Linked DNA regions of Pan troglodytes: regions 1, 2 and 3 are each linked to region 4. The links are chromatin contacts, called in public Hi-C and HiChIP or PLAC-seq maps. All regions are on one chromosome and are shown on one strand. Each heading gives the region's core, a stretch centred on a gene start, on an enhancer-like site or on the middle of the called end of the contact. The rest is flanking DNA. Distances are from core to core; before and after follow the strand shown. Region 1 holds the start of ADCY9 (adenylate cyclase 9). Region 2 holds the start of CORO7-PAM16 (CORO7-PAM16 readthrough). Region 3 overlaps ADCY9 (adenylate cyclase 9). Region 4 holds the start of SRL (sarcalumenin).

Region 1 (2,700 bases), core at 10-2,509, 140 kb after region 4:
GGAAAAGCAATAGTTCATGAGGAGGATGAGAAGGGCTCAAGGACAGCAAGGTAAACTACCCCTGGGGCGGGGGAACGTGGTCGTCGGTGGGCCCAGCTTTGGAGGTTTGGCCCGCGAAGGTCGCCCCGTGAGCAGGTCCAGGGCAGGCCGAGTGCCCCGGGGCCCGCATTCATTGCTTACAGAGCAAGGGGAGCCTCCCGGGAGGGAAATCCAACGGTTGGAAACTTCGATTTATCCCAAAGGCGTGCCGAGTGGGAAGGCAACATTTTGATTTCTCAAACGTTGCGGCCAGCGGCTCCTTCCACGGCAGGCGCCTTCAGGTCTCTCCGCAGGGTCGGGACCCCGGGCGGCGCGCGGCCTCTGGGGCGCCGAGAGAGGCCGGGCCCACAGCGCCCGGAGCGCGGACAGTGGCCACAGCCCGCCGCCTAGAAGCGGCGCCGCCCGGGGCGGAGGGCGGAGCCGAGTGCGCGCCCCGCCCCGCCCCGCCCCGCAGCCCCAGCCCCAGCCTAGCGCGCGCACCAAGGCGGGGCGGCGCGCGGCCCGTGCGCGTGTCCGGGGCCAGGAGGCGGCGGCGGCGTGCGCGGGCCGCGCGTGCGCGCTGCGGCTGGGCGAGGGGCGGCGCGGGCGCGCGTCTGTCAGTGACAGCGGGCGGGGCGGGGGCCGGAGATGGTGGCGGCGGCAGCTCTTCCGACATGAGGCAGCGGCCGCGGGGGACACGGCGGCGGGCGCGGCGGCGGCCGCATCTCTAGCTCGGGGAGGCGGCCCCCGGCGTGGGCGCGGGCGGGCGGGCGTCCCGGCCGGCGTCGCGGGAGCCCGGCTCTGCGGCAGCGTCTGCACCGCCGCCCGGTGAGGGGCCCGCGTCCGTGGTTCCACGCGCTCGGTCCCGGGACAGCTGCGGCCGCGGCGGGAGCGGCGGCGCACTCGGGGGGAAGCAGGCCCCGCTAGACGGGCCGCGCCGACGGGCTCCGCACTCGCAGCCCGGGGCGCCCCCACCCCCAGCGCCCGCCGCCGCGGGCAGGGCCGGCCCGGAGCGCGGGGGGCGGCCGGGGAGCGCGGGCCGGGGGCGCCCGCCGAAGCTCGCTGCTCCGGGTCGGGGTCGGGGTCGGGGCCGGGGCCGGCCGCGCGCCGCCTTTGACGCATCGGAGCGCGGCTCCTGCAGGATGGAGGGCTCCGCGCCGCCAGCGGAGTTGTTTGTGCGCAGGCGGCTCGCGGGGCTGGGAGCGCTCAAGGTCTGAACTTCCCTCCGGAGCCGCAGCTGGAGGAGGCGAGCGCGCGAGGAGGAGAAGCCGCGCGGCGCGGAGGCCACCCTCGGGGCGAGAGGCGCGGAAGGCGAGCGAGCAAAGCGGTCCCGGAGCCACGCGGCCACGCGGCGGGGACCCCCGGGCGTTCTAGGTCCGTCCCGAGCGGTTCTCGTGCGCCTCGAAGGTGGGGGCGGTGGGGGCGGTGGGAGCACCGCTGAGCCGGGAACCACAGGAACAGATGGTGCCTGTCCAGGTCGCGTGCTGGAGCCGCCCCTTAGGACAGGAGCAGGTCCCGGGCCTCTAGGCGTGCGTGCCTAGGTGGGAGCGCCGCTAACTCTCCCCGTTTTGCTGGCAGGTACTGGTGACCCCGGCCGGGGCAGGCCCCGGGACTCGACAACATGGCTTCCCCGCCCCACCAGCAGCTGCTGCATCACCACAGCACCGAGGTGAGCTGCGACTCCAGCGGGGACAGCAACAGCGTGCGCGTCAAGATCAACCCCAAGCAGCTGTCCTCCAACAGCCACCCCAAGCACTGCAAATACAGCATCTCCTCTAGCTGCAGCAGCTCTGGGGACTCCGGGGGCGTCCCCCGGCGAGTGGGCGGCGGAGGCCGGCTGCGCAGGCAGAAGAAGCTGCCCCAGCTGTTCGAGAGGGCCTCCAGCCGCTGGTGGGACCCCAAGTTCGACTCGGTGAACCTGGAGGAGGCCTGCCTGGAGCGCTGCTTCCCGCAGACCCAGCGCCGGTTCCGATATGCGCTCTTCTACATCGGCTTCGCCTGCCTTCTGTGGAGCATCTATTTTGCGGTCCACATGAGATCCAGACTGATCGTCATGGTCGCCCCCGCGCTGTGCTTCCTCCTGGTGTGTGTGGGCTTCTTTCTGTTTACCTTCACCAAGCTGTACGCCCGGCATTACGCGTGGACCTCGCTGGCTCTCACCCTGCTGGTGTTCGCCCTGACCCTGGCTGCGCAGTTCCAGGTCTTGACGCCTGTCTCAGGACGCGGCGACAGCTCCAACCTTACGGCCACAGCCCGGCCCACAGATACTTGCTTATCTCAAGTGGGGAGCTTCTCCATGTGCATCGAAGTGCTCTTTTTGCTCTATACCGTCATGCACTTACCTTTGTACCTGAGCTTGTGTCTGGGGGTGGCCTACTCTGTCCTTTTCGAGACCTTTGGCTACCATTTCCGGGATGAAGCCTGCTTCCCCTCGCCCGGAGCCGGGGCCCTGCACTGGGAGCTGCTGAGCAGGGCGCTGCTCCACGGCTGCATCCACGCCATCGGGGTCCACCTGTTCGTCATGTCCCAGGTGAGGTCCAGGAGCACCTTCCTCAAGGTGGGGCAATCCATTATGCACGGGAAGGACCTGGAAGTGGAAAAAGCCCTCAAAGAGAGGATGATTCATTCCGTGATGCCAAGAATCATAGCCGATGACTTAATGAAGCAGGGAGATGAGGAGAG
Region 2 (2,700 bases), core at 143-2,642, 160 kb before region 4:
TAATCCTAGCACTTTGGGAGGCTGAGGCAGGTGGATCACTTGAGGTCAGGAGTTTGAGACCAGCCTGGCCAACATGGCAAAATCCCATCTCTACTAAAAATACAAAAATTAGGAGTAGTGGCGCACACCTGTAATCCCAGCTGCTTGGGAGGCTGAGGCAGGAGAATCGCTTGAACTCAGGAGGTGGAGGTTGCAGTGAGCTGAGATGACACCACTGCACTCCAGCCTGGGCAACAGAGTGAGACTCTGTCTCAAAACAAACAAACAAAAAGCCTTTTCAATAAACCACAAGTGACTTTGGTTCACAGTAAATATACTTCTGCCCGAACTAAGATAAAATGTAAGCATTGCTTTTCAAACCTTAGAAATGCAAGAATCAGCTGGGTGCGTTGGCTCATTCCTATAATCCCCACACTTTGGCAGGCCAAGTTGGGAGGACTGCTTGAGTCTCGTTCGAGACCAGCCTGACCAACATGGTGAAACCCCGTCTCTTACTAAAAATAAAAAATTAGTTGGGCGCGGTGGCAGGCGCCTGTAATCCCAGCTATTCGGGAGGCTGAGGCAAGAGAATTGCTTGAACCCGCGAGGCAGAGGGTGCAGTGAGCCGAGATCGCGCCACTGCACTCCAGCCTGGGTGACAGGGACTCCGTGTCAAATAAATGAATAAATACTAAAGAAAAATTAAAAGCTATTATTATTATTATTTTTAGAGGCAGGGTCTCTTTCTGTCTCCCAGGCTGGAGTGCAGTGGCGCGATCACAGATAACTGCAGCCTCGACCTCTTGGGCTCAAGGGATACTCCTGCCTCAGTCTCCCAAAGTTCGGGATTACAGACCTGAGCCACCGCGCTTGGCCGGATGCAGAGCGCCTGGCCCGATGCAGAGGCTTTTGAGTAGGCCCGGTGGACAGGGATTTGCTTTAGACCTGGGCCCGTGTTCCCCCTCTGCCTCTTACCACTGGTGTGACCTGGGGACCGACAGTTTACACTCTCCTTTAGCCGGGGGTTTCCTGTCTCTGAAATGGAGCTAATTTCTCCCCTCTCTACAGGAAGAGGTAGATAGTGCTGGAAGGCGTGCTAGGTACACCGCAAAGACTCCACAGCAAATCCTGCACACAAAATCGCGAATGCTGCAGCCCAGACCCCACGCAAGCAAGCACCGCAGGAGACGTGGGCTGACAGCTGCGCCTCACGTGACCTCCCACCCGCGCCAGTCCGTCCCCTCGGTATCAGGGCGTGGCCTCGCGGGGCGGCCGTACCTGGATTGGCCGGGAGGCGGGACCGGTGGTGCGCGCGCGAAAGGAGAGGGGCTTGGGGGCGTGGCCCAGGGGGCCGGAGACGGCTGCGATTGGCAGTGGGGCGTGCCGGGGGGCGTGACCGCGGCATTGGGTCCTGGGTGGGGCCGAGGCAGCGGGAGTCGCGGTTGCTCAGCGTGCACCTGAGACCCGACGCCCGGGGTCCTCGAAGACGCGTCCGCCGCCGTGCCCGTCGCCATGAACCGCTTCAGGGTGTCCAAGTTCCGGCACACCGAGGCTCGGCCGCCCCGCCGCGAGGTGAGTCCGGCCCGAGGACCGGGCGCTGTCGCCTCAGGCCCCGTCCGGCTGCCCCTCCCCCTGCCCGGACCCCACAGGGGTGCCCCCCAGGGCCGTCTGGACCCCCGAGACCTCCATCCCCGAGGAACCCCCTTCAGGCCAGGGCCCCGGCGTCCGGGCCGTTTCGTCGCCGCCGGAGGGCAGAGTCCGGCACTCCCGTGACTCGCTCTGGCGCTCGGTGACCCTGGCGGTCTGCCCGCCTCGCCCACCTCGCCCCGGGACCCCCGAGGCGGCGCAGCCCTCCTAGCCGGGGCCCAGGCCTGCGAGGCCGCCTGCCTTCCCAGCTTCCGGTCGGCCTCGCCGGGAGCCGGGGCTCGGGGCGCTGCCGGCGCCTGGCTCCTCCTCCCTGCCGCCCCGGGTCGCCCCTGCCCCTGGCTGGGCTGTGGGGAGACGCCCCTCTCTCCTCTGGCCCCGGCGAGCCCGAGTGTGTCAGTGGTGGGGAGGGAGCCCCTCGGCCGCACGCGCCCCTCCCTCGGGTTTCCGCCGGTGCTTCCTCCTCTCGCTGCTGGCGCAAGCTCTTCCTTTATCTCGGTGATGCTGCCACGGCTGGGTGGGGCCTGGGGAAGCCTGAGCAGGTGGAGCCCCAAAGAATTGCTGAGCCAGGTGCCGGGAGACCCTTCGGACCCCCGAAACGGCAGGAGGACTGATGAGGGGTGCGCCTTGGAAACGATGTCAGCTCTGCTCTTCCGCTTTCCGTGTTATTTGTAAGGCCTGGGAGTGTCCTCCGATAACTGGGCCTAGGAGTTGACCTCAAGTGACCCCATCAGGGTCCCAGAGCAAGTCAGGGCAGTCTGGGTAGAGGTTCCGTTTTTGTAGTCTGGACTATATTTCCTCTGCTTCCACTTTATGCTGTGCTAAGCTGCTGGAGACATCCCGGTGAACACAACGGCATTTTCCTTCCCCTGTGGCACCTGTAGCCTCATGAGGGAGACAGCAAGCAGACAAACAAGAGCATTGGAGGTTTTCATAACGACATTGAAGAACACACATGAGGGACTGGGATGGAGAATGGAGGGGGCCAGTCTCAGTAGCGTGGTCAGGAAAGGCTGCCTGGAGTAGATGGCATTTTAGCTGAGGCCAGAAGGGTGAGAATTGAGAAACAGCCTGGTG
Region 3 (2,757 bases), core at 140-2,639, 250 kb after region 4:
GAGAGGTCCAGGGACTTTTCGACTCCGCCCCGTGTGGCTCTGAGATTGTGTGTGTGAGTTTTACACGTGTGTGCTCATGTGGTGCCTTGTCTAGTATTCTCAGGCCATCTGCTGTCTGTTCTTACTGCTTTGGGGATGTAAGAAAACTTCTTTTTCTGTGATAATTACTGCTTATCTTTTCTTCTAATATTCTGCTTCTATTTTTTTCTAATGTTTCATTAGCAGAAATACTCTATTTTGTACTTATGCCCGTACCTAACCTGTTAGCTTAAACAGCAATGCCAGGAACATAGAGTTAGCCCCATGGCTCTGCCGCACTGACGGGCTGCCCCGTTCACCTGGAGATCGTTGGGGCCAGGAGCTCTGCTGCCTGGGCTCACCGCCTCTTTATGCGGTTCCGACCGTACTGTGTGGCTCTGGGCCAGTGCCTGCTCTGTCTCAGTGTCCTCATCTGTAAAATGGAACCGATCATACTACCTGCATCGTGGTTGCTTACGAGGGCTAAGCAGATACAAGGAGTTTCAAAGAACACCTCAGGAAATTGTGTTTGTGGTTATTGTGGTTGCAATATCATGACTATTTCTGTTCACCATGTTAACATCATTTTGAGTTTGGGAGCAAAGGATGCTTCTGATAACACGACATCTTGCAAGACAGTCGTGTTGAGAAGACGAAGCAGGCAAAGCCAGGGCTCTTCTACTGGTGTATCCTCCTCGTTTCTGAGAAAAGAGGTTTCCCCACTCCCTCCCTTGACAGTTTTGAAAAGGGACAGCTGTTGGCTTAGAAATGATTTATCTTGTGATGAGAAATAACCTTGAAGAAAAAACGATTTTATAGCTTTGTGCCATATATTTTGACCGGAATGTAGGGTGCACGTCCTGAAATGTGTTAAAAACAAATGCAGATGTGCCCAAGTGTGTTAGAGAAATGGCTACACTCTTCCCTCCAAAGCCCACGTCCACATGGGGGAAGGAGCAAAGATAATCCAGAAAAATGCAGAGTTTGCTCTTGGGTGTTCTCCAGGGAATCTCAGGTTACCCAGGCAACAGCCAGCAAACTCCCTGGCCCGCCAGGCGTGCTGCTGGGAGGACCTTAGAAGTCTTGAAACTTCCCTTGATGCCGGAGGGCCCAGGGTGCTGCTTGGAAGAACCAGGAGGACAGGCATGGCTGCTCAGGTCACTCTAGGGAAACAAGGCCCAGGAGAGCAGGGTGCCAGGATTATTCCTGGGTCCTCCTTGTGCCAGGAAAGGGGGCCAGAGCCATATGACGGTGGTCCGGGTCCCAGGGCCCTGGAGTCTGTGGCCGTCTGCGGAATGATCATTGCTGCCTCACAGTGTGGCTGCAAAGGACGAGATCATACAGTCGAGACTGCAGATATTGTGTGGATGGGGGCCCGACTTGTTCACGGGTAGGATCTTGGCCAATAGACATTCCTAAGTCATAGTAGCTACTGTCATTATGACACTGCTTTTTCTCTAACGTGCCTGCCCGTGCGGCTCCCTGTGAGCCAGCCGCTAGAGTTGTCTCCCAAGGCAGTGAGGTGCTTCCATGCCTGGAGCTTCCTGGAGTTGGAAATACTCTTCCCAGGGAGGGCTTCTCAGCAGGGGTGGAGATGCCTGCAGCTGTGCAGGGGGAGACGCTGTTTAGCCGGCTGGGAAACATTTCACAGAGGCATCCGTGCTTGGCAAAAAACAGTTTGTGAAATGTCTTAATCCAGATTAAAATTAAGCTAATGAATCACTCAAGGAAAATTGCCATTGGGGTTGGGGGGTAGGAGGTCAGGGGAGGGAAACAAACCCACCCACCATTGCATGGTGGGACCCTCCTGGTACGGAAGGGGCCTCTAACTACAGCTCAGAAGGGGATGTTGAGATGAGAATCTCTCCATTGGGTAGATGGATTTCTCTTTTTTTCTTTTCTTTTCTTTTCTTTCTTTCTTTCTTTTTTTTTTTTTTTTTTTTGAGACAGAGTTTTGCTCTTTTGCCTGGGCTGGAGTGCAGTGGCACGATATCGGCTCACTGCAACCTCCACCTCCCGGGTTCAAGAGATTCCCCTGCCTCAGCCTCCCCAGTAGCTGAAACTACAGGCGTGCACTACCACGCCAGGCTAATTTTTTGTATTTTAGTAGACACGGGGTTTCACCATGTTGGCCAGGATGGTCTCAATCTCCTGACCTTGTGATCCACCCATGTTGGCCTCCCAAAGTGCTGGGATTACAGGCGTGAGCCACTGCGCTCGGCTTCTTTTTTCTTTTTTAAAGAGACAAGGTCTTGCTTTATGACCTAGTCTGCAGTACAGTGGCATGACCATAGCTCATGGCAGCCTCTCCCTCCTGGGCTCAAGCGACCCTCCCACCTCAGCCTCCTGAGTAGCTGGGACTACAGGCACACACCACTGTGCCCAGCTAATTTCTAAAATTTTTAAAAAGCTTTTGTAGAGATAGGGTCTTGATACATTGCCCGGTTGATCTCAAACTCCTGGGCTCAAGCAAGCCACCACACCCAGCTCTAAGATTTCTTTTGTTTCATTTGTTTGAAAGTTTTTATCTAGAAAATTATCCCTCAAAAAGAAGGTAGCTGAGGAATCTTGCTCTGTCGCCCAGGCTGGAGTGCAGTGGCACAATCTGAGCTCACTGCAACCTCTGCCTCCCGGGTCCAAGCGACTCTCCTGCCTCAGTCTCCCCAGTAGCTGGGATTACAGGTGTGTGCCACCACACCCAGCTAATTTTTGTATTTTTAATAGAGACAGGGTTTCGCC
Region 4 (2,920 bases), core at 270-2,769:
AGCACTTTGGGAGGCCGAGACGGGTGGATCACATGAGGTCAGGAGTTCAAGACCAGCCTGGCCAACATGGTGAATCCCCAACTCTACTAAAATACAAAAATTAGGCTGGGCACAGTAGTGGTTCATGCCTGTAATCCCAGCAGTTTGAGAGGCCGAGGTGGGCGGATCACTTGAGGTCAGGAGTTTGAGACCAGCCTGGCCAACATGGTGGAACCCCGTCTCTACTAAAAATACAAAAATTAGCCTGGCATGGTGGCGAATGCCAGTAACTGTGGTCCCAGCTACTGGTGGGGCTGAGGCAGGAGAATCACTTGCACCCGGGAGGTGGAGGTTGCAGTGAGCTGAGATTGTGCCACTGCACTCCAGCCTGGGTGACAGGGCGACGCTCCATCTTAAAAAAAAAAAAAAAAAAAAAAAAAATTTAAAAAATGAAAGTAGTTACATTTAGTAGAAGTCACACTTTCTGATATTTGGTTTTGCGTGTTTCCTACACGCAAATGCGTAGTTTCCTACCCACCACTATGATCACGATATGATTAAAAAAAAATAAAACATGCCGGGTGCGGTGGCTCACGCCTGTAATTCCAGCACTTTGGGAGGTCAAGGTGGGCGGATCACCTGAGGTCGGGAGTTCGACAGCAGCCTGACCAACATGGAGAAACCTTGTCTCTACTAAAAATACAAAATTAACTGGGCGTGGTGGCGCATGCCTGTAATCCCAGCTACTCGGGAGGCTAAGGCACGAGAATCGCTTGAACCCAGGAGGCGGAGGTTGCGGTGAGCCGAGATCGCGCCATTGCACTCCAGCCTGGGCAACAAGAGCGAAACTGTCTCAAAAATAAATAAATAGATAAATAATAAAACCAAAGCAAAATAAAAAAATATGAATTAGTTCCTTCATTTCCAATGCTCCCCATGCCTCTTGGTGGTCAACCCAGCCCCTAGGAGCCACTGATCTATGTTGCTATAGTCTTACCTGTGACATGTCATATAAATGGGATAACTCAGCCTTTTGAGCCTGGCTTCTTTGCACTGCAGCCAATTTTCTCTTGCTGAGATTATCCAGCTAAAGTTACATAGGAGCTGGCCCGGCACAGCGACCCCTTTCGGCCAGGTGCGAAACGGCAGGCCCGACGGTCCCCACGCAGCTCCTAAGAGGATCAACAGAGGGCGCAGTGCGCCCGGAACGCCCAGCCCCTGCGAAAGCGGAGGCTCCTCTCTCGGTCCCTGCGGGACAGCTCAGTTCTCATAGGCCAGAGGCGTGGCTTGGGGGCGGGCCAGGGGAATCCCACCTCCCCTTGCATGCTCAAGCGCGCCGGGCGATGGTAGGCGGTCTCACCCGCAGGCGGTGGAAGTCAGGGGCGCGGCTGCGGCCCCGCCCCTTCCCGGACTCGCCCCGCCCGTCCCCTCGCCGCGCATGTTCCCAGACGCCTCAGGCCATGGCGCGCGCGCTCCCGCCAGCACGCACGTCTGGCCCCGCCCCCGCGCCTGGCGCGCGCGCGCGCTCTCACGCACGATCTGCTCCCGGACTCCTTCAGCGCGCTGCCCGCCTGCCCAGGGCCTTACCGGAGAGCAGGTGACGGCGGCCTCCGGGCACTGAGCTCGCGCTGACGAAAGGTTCTGGAAGCCGCCGTAAAAACTAATCAAGAAACGGGTGACAGGACTTTTCGTAAAACATTTAATTTTTACCCAAAGTATCCGAAACATTGCCGTGTCAATCTGAGTGCGATGGGAGACTGCCGGCCCCAAGGAGCTGCTCGTCCTTCTGCCGAGTCCCGGGCCAGACCCGCGGAGGAGACCGCCGCGCCGGAGGAGACCGCCGCGCCGGAGCTCGGACCTGACGTTTTTGTGAAGCACAGGGGGCGTGGGAGGGACCGGATCAATGCGGCACTCAACAAAACCTGTTTTTAAAAGAGTCGTGCTGTGTCGCCCAGGATGGAGTGCAGTGACGCGATCTCGGCTCACTGCAGCCTCCATCTTCCGGGCTCAAGCAAGCCTCCCGCCTCAGCCTCCTGAGTAGCTGGGATTACAGGCACACACCTCCAGCTCGGCTGTTTTAATTTTTTTTTTTTTAGACGTAATTTAGCTCATGTTGACCAGGCTGGAGTGCAGTGGCGCGATCTCGGCTCACCGCAACCCCCGCCTCCCGGGTTCAAGCGATTCTTCCGCCTCAGCCTCCTGAGTAGCTGGGATTGCAGGCATGCGCCACCACGCCCGGCTAATTTTGTACTTATAGTAGAGACGGGGTTTCTCCATGTTGGTCAGGCTGGTCTCGAACTCGCGACCTCAGGTGCTCCGCCCGCCTTGGCCTCCCAAAGTGCTGGGATTACAGGCGTGAGCCACCTCTGCAGGGCCAAAAGCCTTTTATTGGAGTACTGGGTAACACATTCAGAAGAGGGTGCATAGCTTAGGCGCTCCGTGAATTTTCACAAACTGAACATACACCCAGGTAGCCAACACCCCCAGCAAGCCCCAGAATCCCCTCATGCTTGCTTTCTGCCACTATCAAGCAGTTTGCTTTCTTTCAGATTTTTAAGTTTTGAAATAATTATCGAAATGTACAGGGAGAAGTCTGGGTTGGTGGTTCTAACCTGTAGTCTCAGCTACTAGAGAGGCTGAAGGGGGAAGATGGCTTTAGCCCTGGATTTCTAGACTAGCCTGGACAACATAGCAAGACCTCATCTCTATTTGTTTTTGAGACAGAGCCTCGGTTTGTCACCCATGCTGGAGTGCAGTGGACCTCTGCCTCCCGGGTTCAAGTGATTCTTCTGTCTCAGCCTCCCGAGTTATTTGGGATTACAGGTGTGCGCCACCACGCCCAGCTAATTTTTTTGTATTTTTAGTAGAGACGGGTTTCACCATGTTGGCCAGTCTAGTCTTAAACTTCTGACTTCAGGTGATCTGCCCGTCTCGGCCTCCC

Evidence for each region. Hi-C and Micro-C count contacts between places; a contact is called where the count stands out from the background. HiChIP or PLAC-seq counts read pairs in DNA pulled down with a chosen protein or histone mark.
Region 1: an H3K4me3 HiChIP or PLAC-seq map of stem cell-derived excitatory neurons shows a contact between it and region 4, with 4 times the contacts expected there. The contact joins the promoter of ADCY9 here to the promoter of SRL in region 4. A contact is called at or near these places in 1 of 7 Hi-C or Micro-C datasets (stem cell-derived neural progenitor cells) and 1 of 1 datasets of contacts at active chromatin or transcription factors (stem cell-derived excitatory neurons).
Region 2: a contact with region 4 is called in an H3K4me3 HiChIP or PLAC-seq map of stem cell-derived excitatory neurons, with 2.1 times the contacts expected there. The contact joins the promoter of CORO7-PAM16 here to the promoter of SRL in region 4. A contact is called at or near these places in 2 of 7 Hi-C or Micro-C datasets (induced pluripotent stem cells and stem cell-derived neural progenitor cells) and 1 of 1 datasets of contacts at active chromatin or transcription factors (stem cell-derived excitatory neurons).
Region 3: a Hi-C map of stem cell-derived neural progenitor cells shows a contact between it and region 4, with 3 times the contacts expected there. The contact joins the enhancer-like site here to the promoter of SRL in region 4. A contact is called at or near these places in 2 of 7 Hi-C or Micro-C datasets (induced pluripotent stem cells and stem cell-derived neural progenitor cells) and 1 of 1 datasets of contacts at active chromatin or transcription factors (stem cell-derived excitatory neurons).

Annotation. Positions count from the first base shown.
Region 1 is chr18:6,760,934-6,763,633 of NHGRI_mPanTro3-v2.0_pri, reverse strand. ADCY9 (adenylate cyclase 9) reads left to right here and starts at 1,259. Exons shown (of 11, transcript XM_016929306.4): 1 at 1,259-1,392; 2 at 1,597-2,700. The coding sequence starts at 1,640.
Region 2 is chr18:7,063,694-7,066,393 of NHGRI_mPanTro3-v2.0_pri, reverse strand. It overlaps CORO7-PAM16 (CORO7-PAM16 readthrough), which reads left to right and starts at 1,392. Exons shown (of 31, transcript NM_001347979.1): 1 at 1,392-1,551. The coding sequence starts at 1,492. It overlaps CORO7 (coronin 7), which reads left to right and starts at 1,392. Exons shown (of 28, transcript NM_001347980.1): 1 at 1,392-1,551. The coding sequence starts at 1,492.
Region 3 is chr18:6,646,428-6,649,184 of NHGRI_mPanTro3-v2.0_pri, reverse strand. The region is part of intron 3 of ADCY9 (adenylate cyclase 9); the gene reads left to right. Among named protein-coding and RNA genes, the nearest start is that of ADCY9, 110 kb to the left of the region's middle. Within about 2 kb of position 1,389, at least 4 of the 24 cell types and tissues checked have an H3K27ac peak or open chromatin away from gene starts, as enhancers often do. A contact at or near this core is called in stem cell-derived neural progenitor cells, where this site is marked.
Region 4 is chr18:6,899,844-6,902,763 of NHGRI_mPanTro3-v2.0_pri, reverse strand. It overlaps SRL (sarcalumenin), which reads left to right and starts at 1,519. Exons shown (of 8, transcript XM_063797662.1): 1 at 1,519-2,920.